Regions from separate parts of the Mus musculus genome. Here region 1 is linked to region 2. The links are chromatin contacts, called in public HiChIP or PLAC-seq maps. All regions are on one chromosome and are shown on one strand. Each heading gives the region's core, a stretch centred on a gene start, on an enhancer-like site or on the middle of the called end of the contact. The rest is flanking DNA. Distances are from core to core; before and after follow the strand shown. Region 1 holds the start of Prr5l (proline rich 5 like). Region 2 overlaps Prr5l (proline rich 5 like).

The links. HiChIP or PLAC-seq counts read pairs in DNA pulled down with a chosen protein or histone mark.
Region 1: a CTCF HiChIP or PLAC-seq map of CD8 T cells shows a contact between it and region 2, with 31 read pairs. The contact joins the promoter of Prr5l here to the enhancer-like site in region 2. A contact is called at or near these places in 1 of 39 promoter capture datasets (macrophages), 2 of 15 datasets of contacts at CTCF or cohesin (CD8 T cells and the NIH/3T3 cell line), 21 of 484 Hi-C or Micro-C datasets (the C2C12 cell line, CD8 T cells, Th1 cells and 13 more), 14 of 115 datasets of contacts at active chromatin or transcription factors (CD8 T cells, the HPC-7 cell line, bone marrow-derived dendritic cells and 8 more) and 4 of 9 other capture datasets (adipose tissue, liver, macrophages and 1 more).

What each region holds. Positions count from the first base shown.
Region 1 is chr2:101,794,438-101,799,749 of GRCm38.p6, reverse strand. Prr5l (proline rich 5 like) reads left to right here and starts at 2,043. Exons shown (of 9, transcript NM_175181.5): 1 at 2,043-2,278.
Region 2 is chr2:101,754,007-101,759,218 of GRCm38.p6, reverse strand. Prr5l (proline rich 5 like) reads left to right here. Exons shown (of 9, transcript NM_175181.5): 4 at 661-709. Among named protein-coding and RNA genes, the nearest start is that of Prr5l, 41 kb to the left of the region's middle. Within about 2 kb of position 3,843, at least 98 of the 459 cell types and tissues checked have an H3K27ac peak or open chromatin away from gene starts, as enhancers often do. A contact at or near this core is called in CD8 T cells, Th1 cells, bone marrow-derived dendritic cells and 8 more, where this site is marked.

The sequences.
Region 1 (5,312 bases), core at 794-3,293, 42 kb before region 2:
GTGAATTCCTTACATCCTTATCCATGACCCCAAATGCCTATTGTTTTTACTCTCACTTCAAGAGAGTAAACTGAGGCCTGGCAACTCTTCTGGAATTGGCTGATACCCGGAAGCTAGGAAGGAGGTGCTGTACATACCCTGCCTTGTCTGCAGGGTTTTCGGCTTCCTCCTCCTCTTTCTTTCTCTTTCTTCTTCTCTTTCTTCGGAGACAGGATCTCTCTATGCAGCCTTGGCAGTCCTGAAACTTGAAATGTAGAGAGCAGGCTGACATTGAACTTGCAGCAATCCGCTTCCCTGAGTGCTGGACTTCAAGGCCTGTGTCACCTAGGTGGCTAGGCCAGCTTTCACTTCTTCATCACTGCCCAGGCTCCCCAAGGCTTGCTTTCTGTGCCCCGAGCTAGACTGTGTGCCCTCCCCAGCTATAGCAGGGACTCTTAGGGTAAGATTTAAGGGCTTTCTGTAGTCCTGGTTATTCCACTATTCCTGAACAGGTAAGGGGCTCAAAGGTTCACCTACACCCCCCACCCCCACCTTAGCACACAAGTGTCATAGTGTTACACTGACAAGACCAAGCTCAAATTATGCTTAGTCTTAACCAAAAAAGGGCAATATATCTTTTCTTTCATCAAATGTCACTGTGGTTTTAAAGTTTGCATGTTGATATGAGGTCGGACAGCGCTTTAAAAGTAGTCCCTTCTCAACCGCAGGGCAAAATTAGGCAGGGAGTCCTACAACAGTTGCATTAAAAAAAAAAAAAAAAGAAAAAGTGGGCTGGAGAGATGGGAGATGGCTCAGCGGTTAAGAGCACTGACTGCTGCTCCAGAGGCCCTAAGTTCAATTCCCAGCAACCACATGGTGGCTCATAACCATCTGTAATGGGATCTGATGCCTTCTGGTGTCTGAGGACAGCTACAGTGTATTCACATATATAAAATAAATAAATCTTGAAAGAAAGAAAGAAAGAAAGAAAGAAAGGGAGAGAGAGAGAGACAGAGAGAGAGAGAGAGAAATGTTAAAGAAAAGGGTTTTTGTTTTGTTTTGTTTTGTTTGTTTTTTGAGATGGGTTCATATAACCTAGGATGAAAAATTGAACTCATTGTGTAGAGCACGATGACCTAAACTCTTGGTCTTCTTTCCTCTACCTCCAAAGTGCTACAGGGATTCTAAGCATTCCAAAGGCCGTGACTCTTTAATACAGATCCTCATGTTGTGGTGACCCCCCCCTGCCCCCAACCATAAAATTATTTTGTTGCTACCACTTAACTGTAATTCTGTTATGCATTGTGTGTATATCTGATATACAAGATATCTAATATGTGACACATACACACACACACCCCACACAAAGGGGTCTCGACCAACAGGTTAAACACCATCGTGCTAGGATCCTGATTACTCCACCACCAGCTCAAATTCTTAGCACCTACCGAGCAACAACAAGGAATTTCCAAAGTTATTTTACATTTTTAAAATGTTCGAACTGGTTGGTTTTCTGTGGTTTCAATTCTGATATGTCGTGTTCGTGAAACCTTCGCCTAAAAATTGAACCCCAGATCCTTAAATTCGTTTTACAACGCTAAGGAAGAGACGCAAACAAGTGTGGAATCGGTTTGAAAAATCTTTCCTTAAAACGCATTCGCGCGTGCGCGCTCCAAAGCAGCAACAAAACCTCTCTCAGCCTCAGAAATGTTCCGCAGAACTCCAGTCCTTTTGTATCTGGTCGCACGAACACCTCTGGACTCCTGGAGACGTTTCTCATCCCGGGTTTAACAGTGGGAGACCAAACTCTTCTTGGCTTTTCGAAAGGTAGTGCAGAGTTCCCCTGATTTGCAGCATCCTCCCCTGCTTTTTAGGACCACGACCTTGGATTTCCTGAAATTGTTGAAATGAATTTAAGCGCAGGGTCTTCCGCCTACTCTTGTTGTTGGAGAGGAGGCGTGGGATGGGGGTGAAGCGAGGCGGGGGCATTGGAGAGAAACCACAGCGATGTGCACCGGACAGGAAAAGTGGGAGGAGGAGAGGGAGGAGGAGAGGAGGCGGCCGTAAGTTGAGAGAGGAGGGAAACAGTCACCAGCCTGACTCTGAGAGCTACGGCGGAGAGAAACCTGGGCAGGACGCGACCCGGCGTAGGGCAGAGCTGGGAGAGGACCTGGGGAGGGCGAGCGAGCGAGCGAGGCGAGAACCAGCCGAATCGCTAGTTTCTCTCCAGCAAGAAAACTTTCCCTGGAACACCGGAAACTTTTTCCTGAGCGCTCAGAGTCCGAGACGGAGGCGAGCGGTGGGTGTGCGCGGCTCGGCTCGGGTGACTCACGCCGGGGACCCCAAGGGGGTGAGTGGGGAAGTCCCTGGAGGGCCTGAAGTCATCATTCTGCAACTTCGCAGGCTCGGAAAATAACTCGCCTGGCGTGATCTGGGGGTGGGAGTGGGGGCACGGGGACAGCGAGACTGAGGGGAGACTCCGCGTGGTTAAGGAACCTCCGCATCGGATGCTGTAGGCGGGGAGGTAGACTACCAAGAGGTGGGTAAGGGAAGGGGCAGGCCGCCCTGAGTGTAGTGGGTCACGGTGGGAGAGGAAGCGCTGTGAACCCTTTTTGGGGGAATCCTGCCAAGCGTGGGACCCTAGTAAGCTAGAAGGCAGAAAAAGAATGTATCTGCACCATCCTCCCAAGGCCAGAGGGGCAGATCTACAGTCATGAGTGCTCAGGAGGCTACTCGCCTGAAAAACCCATCCTCTCAGCCGTCCCCTTCTTTCTTGAAGGGAGGCGTGAGAGTCGAGGTAGTAGATGGAGACCAGTTGGCCCGGAGCGCTGGGCAGGCTACTGTAGCCAGGGGACAGCCCGAGGGAGACCTAGCCTGTGGTGGTGAGAAGCTCGGGACAGTTCACTGCGACTCTGCGCCAGGCGCCCACGGTGTCCCCTTTCCGCTTCGACTTTCGCGCCCGCCGGGCGTTGGGCCGGGATTTCCTCTGCGCGCCTCGTGTGCGCACTGCGCGTTTTTACGCACAGGGGGCGCTGTGGGACCCGCACCTCTAGACCAGACTACGGTTCCCAGAGTTCGTGCCTGGACAGCGACAAGGACTAGGTGTGCTTACAAAGGATCCTTCAGGAATAGATTTTGGGGTGCTGCCCTTGTTGGCAGTAGGGGTTTCCCCGATTCCTACCCGCGCCCTGCCGGGGATCACATGCCACCGCCGCCTCTTCCTCCGCGGTGCCAGAAGCCCGCGTTTTGCTTGTCAGCAGTAAAGTGGAGAGTATTTATAGACGCCACTGCAATCCTGCGGTGTGCAAGGTTTCAATTACTGCGCTGCGTCGCGCCCCACAAGACGAGATGCTTACGCGCGGCGGCTCAGCTACATGTCTGCTGCGGAGACCCACTTGGAAAAACGTCTCCAGGCATCCCTTACTTGGGTGGAGTTTTGGAATTCTTGCCCATGCAAATTCAGATAAGGACTACAGTGGTCCTGGACAATCGCCTTCCATCCCATCAGCTTCCCCCAACCCCAAGCCTCTGCCAGCTTCCAGCATGGCATCCATCAGCCTTCAAGACTGCTCTTTTGACCATTCATTAGAACTGATACTTTCCCCACGTACTTCCAAATGTCATTGCTAATTCTGCTAAGACGCTTTGGTGGTAGAAAGTGCTGTTACTGCTAACACGAAGCTGCCACTGAGTTAGGAGGGAAATGATTTTAGCTTCATTTTAAAATTAGTCCCCAATGAGATTCCTTATGCAGCTAAGGAGGGTAAGTTGGTCTGTCAGGTGGAACTGGAGCAGAAGAGGCCTCATTCTAGTACTGAGCTCTAGTACTGAGCTCCCGAAACGGCCTTGGTACTGTGGAGAGTGTAGTTCCTCCACCACTTTTTCTAGTGTTTTAACCACACTTCTAACAGCTGGACCTATAAATGTGTACAAGAAAGCTGGAAGTAGAAATGAGCCTGCTTACAGTAGGTCTAACCTGAGTCTAGCTGGTTTCTAAAGCCTTGAAGCTCCTTTCTTCCGGATCTGGAGGGGCACGGGTATGTATTTATTCCAGTGGGTGTGCTTTTATAGCAGTCTCTTCAAAGCAGAAAAACCTGCTTCGGAAAACAGGGGAAATTGTAAACATCTCTTCTCACTTTATGATGACATTTTGCACCGAGACTGGTGATATTTCCTGACCAGAACGTTGGTGGAGCACTACTGTGTGCCAACTGAATAAGTGAGCACACTGAAGCTCAAACAATGTAAGTAGTCCGTTTTAGGTTACATGCACAGGGGATAGAGGTCAGACTAGGTCGCAATAGATTGCCACTCTAAGTATGGAGGTTGGAGATATCCTCCCTTTCTGCTGGATTTCTCAGATGTTCACTAGATAATCATATAGTTGGTTACATGTGTGTGTGTCTCTGTGTGTGTTGAGTCCAGAGGTCAATGTCATTGCCTTCCTCAGCAGATTTGTAGTTTTGGAGTCAGGGCCACTCACTGATTCTGCTAATTGGCTGGCCAGCAAGTCCCTGGGCGCTCCTGGGCATACCTGCACCATTGCTGGGATTCCAGCAAGTTTTCGAGTCTGGCTTTTTACAGGAGACCTGGGATCCGAACTCAGGTCCTTAAGCTTGTGCGGCAAACACTTTACCAATGGAGCCATCTCCATGGTCCACATGTTGCGTCTTCGTCATCGTCGTCATCATCATCATCATCATCGTCTTTGTAGTCGTTTTTTTCCAAACGTCATAGAGCAGCACAATTACTAAAAAAGCTCTTTATCTTGTTGACGAATACCATTGCAATGACTACCTGAGAACCTCACACTGATGGGCCTTACCTGAGTGTTCCAACTTCAGCTTACTCATTAACTTAGTGTATGTTCAACGCTTAATCCACTCATCTAGAGAAGGGGCAACTCAGCACAAGCGTTGTGATCCTTCCACCCTGGACACATTTCTCTGTCCTAGTAATGATATGAATGTGTGCCCCTGTGGCCTTGCTTTGATACAGTCCTTTACCAGGTAAAACAAATGCACAGCCTTTTCTCAAATGCAGATGTTCTCTCTTTAGCCCTTTTATTTTTTTTTTGCAGAACCAAACCAGCATAGGATTGAACTAGCATGTGAGTCTCTGTAATTGCATACTTACAATGCCTGTCATGAAGGGCTTGGTCTGGAGAGATACCTGCCTCTGGGCAGACTGTAAACAAGTTAGAGGCAATGCTTTTAGATGATGCTCACTTACTAACACCGAAGAGTAAATCAATACCCCTGTGGCTGAAATTTGAAGGCAAGATATTTTGTGTATCTTATCTAGGATGTGGGGTGCAGAATCTGGAAACAGTG
Region 2 (5,212 bases), core at 2,594-5,093:
TTTCACCCTGGTCTGTGCTGATGCTAGAATAATTTGTGGGAACATACCGGACAGCTCAGTGAATGTGTTGCCTAGGTAACCAGAAACCCAGTTCTCCTCACTGTGGTCCCTTTTATAGATTGACCCAGTACATTCAGGATGAGGTGAGACCATTCCAACATATCCTGAACGTGAGTGTCAATTCTGGGTGTCTCTGATGGACTTAGAGGACAGGAGATAATGGAATTGTAGGAAAAGGTGTTCAGTTTACAGAGAAGGTCCAGATTTGAACCTTGACTCTTGGCTAATGGATAAATGGAGGTGGGCATGATTTCTGTACCTATGAAAGTTGTAACTATTATACCACCCTGCATATACTTGAAATCTTTGGATGGGAAATGTATTTTAAAAAATGTGTTTTAGACTTAAAAATGCTTATAAATGTTATCACTGCAGTAACACAGGGGTGGAAGGCTCTACTAGGACCTAGCAGAGAGCATTCCTTCCTCCAGCCTCGGTCCCTACCCCCACCCCACCCCCCCCACCCCCGGCCCGGTGCTAATGGTGAACACATTGTCGTCCATGATGAGTCTGTTATCATTATTCTTTGGACTCCATCTTCAGCAGCTATAATGGCATCAATAGCTGCCTGAGTCTGATTCCGTGTTTCTCTCTCCCCAGGCGGCTGCTGAAGAGTGAACTTGGATCATTCATTACTGACTATTTCCAGGTAAGCTTGGAAGGTCCCAGCGCCCATTATTCTACATTGCAGTTCACATACCCACAGGGAGGGGTATCCATACTCAGTGACTGCTCCCTCAGTGCCCACCCACAGTTACATGGGCTGAAGGAGCTGCTGCACCCACTTGGTCCCTGATGTGAGTGGAGATCAGTCAGATCCCTTGCAGTCTCAGGCGTTTGAGTCTCGGGACTCATTTATACTGTTAGAGACTGTTGCTCCTTTGGGGTCCATCTGTCTGTCCTTATCATAAGAGAAATTGTGCCTCAGAAGCTCTAAAATATGTCTTTAACTTACAGAAAAACACTTTTTCTTTTTTTGAGAGAAAAAAAAAGTTTCCAGAATAAACCATAATAAGCAGGCACATGGCCTGCTTTCTAGAAGGCTCTTTTCTCCTCCCTGCTGCTTACTCTGGATTGTGTATTCCACATCACACAGTCCCTGGAGAGCTGCACTGTCCAGCTCTGGGACACAGGCAGGAAAAGGCAGAATCCACTTGATATTCCTGAAGACATAGCTTTCCACCAGAGGACAGTGACTTCCACCACTGCCCTAAATCCCGCCTGTCCTATGTGTGGTGTCTAGTTGGGTTATGTGCCCTTTGAACAGTTTATTTCTTGTCACTAGGCCTCCTGGTCTGTTCTGTTGACAGCAGGATTGGTATGATAGGCAGACTTCCCTCCTGCCTATGCATTGTTGTGGGGCTAAGAAATCCAAAGTCCCAGGTGTGTGTGTGTGGGGGGGGGGGGGGTGTCTGTCTGTCTGCTCCCCTGTGTGTGTGTGTGTGTGTGTGTGTGTGTGTGTGTGTGTGCCTGCAAAGGACAGTTTCTAAGTCATAGACATAAGCTGCTTCGTTACCTCTGAGCAGGGGGGATTTGGGTGTTGATGGTGAGTAGCCGGCTATGTGACCCTCCCTCCCATGACGTCAGCTCCCGGTTCTCACTCATTTGCTAGGTGGGTCTGGGCAAGCTGCTTTATTTCTGTCTGGCTCAGTTTTCTTGTTTGTAAGATGAGGACAAAAATATAGTTTACCCTATTATGTGGTTTACATGAAATAACAGCGGTGGAGAACTCAATGCTAGTTGTAGCATGTAACATAACATAGCATGAAACATGGCAACATAACATGGTGGTCATGATCATGGACCTTGCTACAGGCTACCCAGGTTCAGGAACCAGCACGGCCATTTACTGAGTGTGTTGCTGGGAGCAAGTTGCCATTTCTGTCTCTTTCAGTTTCCTCTTCTACAAAACCAGGACCTAACCTTTAGGACCTACCCATATAGGGTTACTGTAGGGACTAAATACATTTTTATTTACAAAGCCTTACGGGCTAGCACAATAAGAGAGTAAGTGTTTGTTAAATTTATCCTGGTTCTTATTTCTTATGCTGAGGCACAACCCCATCCATTCGAATGGGAAAGGAAGGTTAAAAACACATAGGCTTTTGGTGGTAGTTTGTTTTGTGTTATTTTGTGTCCAAGTAGAGCTCAATTTTAAAACTGTTTGGAGAGATTTTTGCAGTTAGAAAGTGGGACATCATTTTGTTTATTGACTCAGTATCAGGAAGTGATCAACTCTTATGTCCACTATTAAAGGATGACAGATGTCAGTCAGCTAAACGCAAGCTCATATTCACGTGTGTATGTGCAGGTGTGTGCACTCTTGCATATACATGCATAGTCTGAGAGAGAGAGAGAGAGAGAGAGAGAGAGAGAGAGAGAGAGAGAGGGAGAGGGAGAGGGAGAGGGAGAGGGAGAGGGAGAGGGAGAGGGAGAGAGAAAGAGAGAGAGAGACAGTAACCCTAAATCTAGTTAGATCAAGACCCAGTGGAAACCTGAAATTCAGTCAGGTTACCCGGCTAGGGGGAGGAAGGGAGGGATGAAGTCTCAGAATGTGATAGTGAGTCCTAACTGTGAGTCATCTTATTTGCCCTTCACTCAAAGGCCAGCCTCTACCTTACTCTGCTCCCCTGTGGTCTCTATTGATTGGTTTGAAGGCAGGCTACTGAAAATAGTTTTGTTTTGTTTTGTTTTTTTTCTTCTTCTTCATAAGTCCTGAAGAAAGGAGCCTGCCGGGCTAGGCTGCCTTCTGCCTTGACATTTGAAAGAGATGGGGTCCCTGTGGTTTCAGTCAAGTTTTAAATGCCAGCTGTTGTTTGGCCTTGGGGGTTACCCCTAGGCCGGTAGGAAGGGTGTGTCTGGTGGGGACTTGTGCACATGGGAAGCCCTGAGGTTTTGGGAGGTGGCTAATACTGCTTACAAAGATGCCAGAGACTTCAAAACTAACAACCACATGCCATTTCCTACCAGGAACCTAACCGGAGAAGGTGCTTGGTGAACCCCACGTCTTTTTCTCAGCGTGTGGTGTGGGGAATGCTTTTTCAGAACTTTGAATGCGGGGGTTTTTCTTATTTAGGGTGCTAAACTGGAAAAAGACTCGTCTAGACACACTTATAATGCAGTTGTTTTTAAGTTGTGGGTGTTTGTTTCCAGCCCCACCCCTCCCCCCAATGTTTCTAAGCATTTACTTTCCTTCCATTTACCTCTGTCAACGGTTTAGAGTTGTCAACAATACATATCAGAAGTGACATTTAGGAACCTAAATGTGGCAGTGAATATCATCAGAGGTGGGCTTAGAAAATGTTTGCTTTATCCCTTATTGTCATGCCAGAGAAAGTCTATGCCATCTTCTCCAGGACTTGGCAGCCTCCTTAGTTAAGGAAAAGGGAGCTAACCTTGAACTTGGCAGTTTTAGCTAGGGATAGGTGACTGTCAGTATTTGTTTGCTGTTAGTTAATTTCTGAGCGAGTTTTCCACTTGTGGTAAGGGGTGCTGCTACCGGTTTCTTTTAGCACGCAGTGACAATTTTGACAAACAGCTTAAAGAAAAAAAAATGTTCATAAAGGATAACAATGCAGGTGTTCCTGCCTGTGGCCACCGTGGTGAAGGTAGTTCAGGAGACATTCAAGTGGGAAGACTGGGGCTGGGTACCGCTGAGGTTTTCAAATCTGCACAAGAAATCTCCACACAGCAAGGAGTCCCTGGGATCTGGGAAGCTTCACAACAGTTCAGGGGCAAAGCCCCAAGAGGCTCAAACAAAGGATCTGGAGCAAAGCAGGGGGGGGGGTGGCGGGCGGGAGGGCGAGCCTTCAGGAGCCGAGCCCTAGGACAATCAGGAAAGTCCCTCAACCCCCGGTTGTTTCAGAAGAATGTAAACAAGCTCCCTCAATGTGAGGTCTGCACGATGCCCCCCCCCCCCCACCTCAGCGTGAGGTCTGCACGACCTTCCCCCCCAACCTGCTTTTGAAAGTTGGCTTTGCCCTTTTGTGGGACCCTCCTCTCCCGGTGAGAGCTTGGCACTTGCAGAGTCATAGCCAGAGCTCTTCCTGTCTGGGTCTCTACCTTAGAGCAAGTGAGCATTTTTATTTTACAATTTTAAAGAAAGAACATCCACAGTGAAGAATAATGAAAATGACCTGGGGTGAGGGCAGAGACAGCAGGTAAAAAAAAATTCGGCTTATCTCTGCTCTGCACACAGAGAAGACAGCCTGTTTGGGCTGCAGGAACCTGAATAGATTTCTGAGAGACAGTGGCCAGAAAAATTTCTGACATTTCCAGTTTTGACTCTCCCCCCCCCCCCCCCCGTCTGTTTTGAATTGTGCCTGAGAGGAAAATTGAGGTTTCGGAGTAGAACTCTATCCCAGGGACTGCCTGGAGGGATAATTGGTTCTCTGGCGTGTTTGAAAATGGATATTATAAAATGATCTGCATTTTTGGATTCCTTAGTAAGGTATCTCTGTGGTTCAATGTATGGGGGAGCAGGGTGACAAATACCTCCATTTCTCAGTTCTGCATCTGTGGGTTGCTCTGTTTGCTACAAGTCTCGCCCCAAGCTCAGAAAGTCCCATTTCTTTTGGATTGCTTCATAGAGAAACTAAAGTCAAGGGCTCTGAGCAAGGGACTGTTAGGGGAGCAGCAGGCACGGACAAAGCAGTTGTCAATAGGTCATAGATGCCTGGCTGTGTTTGTGTGTGTGTGTGTGTCTGTGTGTGTGTGTGTGTGTCTGTGTGTGCATGCACATACATACATGCACATGTGAATTGGCATACACATGTTTGTGAACTTAAAGGTATGTTCATAATTTGTTTATCTGATTGTTGCAAGAGCCCGAGCAGAGACTGATCATCATTGTGCCAGGGAAACGTGCTCTTGGCAGTAGCTGAGAGAGGAGACCCAGGGCTAGGGGTCCCAGACAGAATGGAGTTTAAAGCTGTGGCACTGACTGACGATGGATATCATGCAGGTCAGGGTCTTCAGATCAGATCCAGAATAAATAAATATAAATGAGTAAGATAAATAATTATGAAGATGGGACAGGGTGAGGAGAATATCTCTTGCGATTTTCAAATCCAAACCAGATGAGGAAGATAAGGTACGATTTCCATTTTTGATCCCTCTCAGAAGACTTCTGTAGTAAGCCATATTTCCTAGA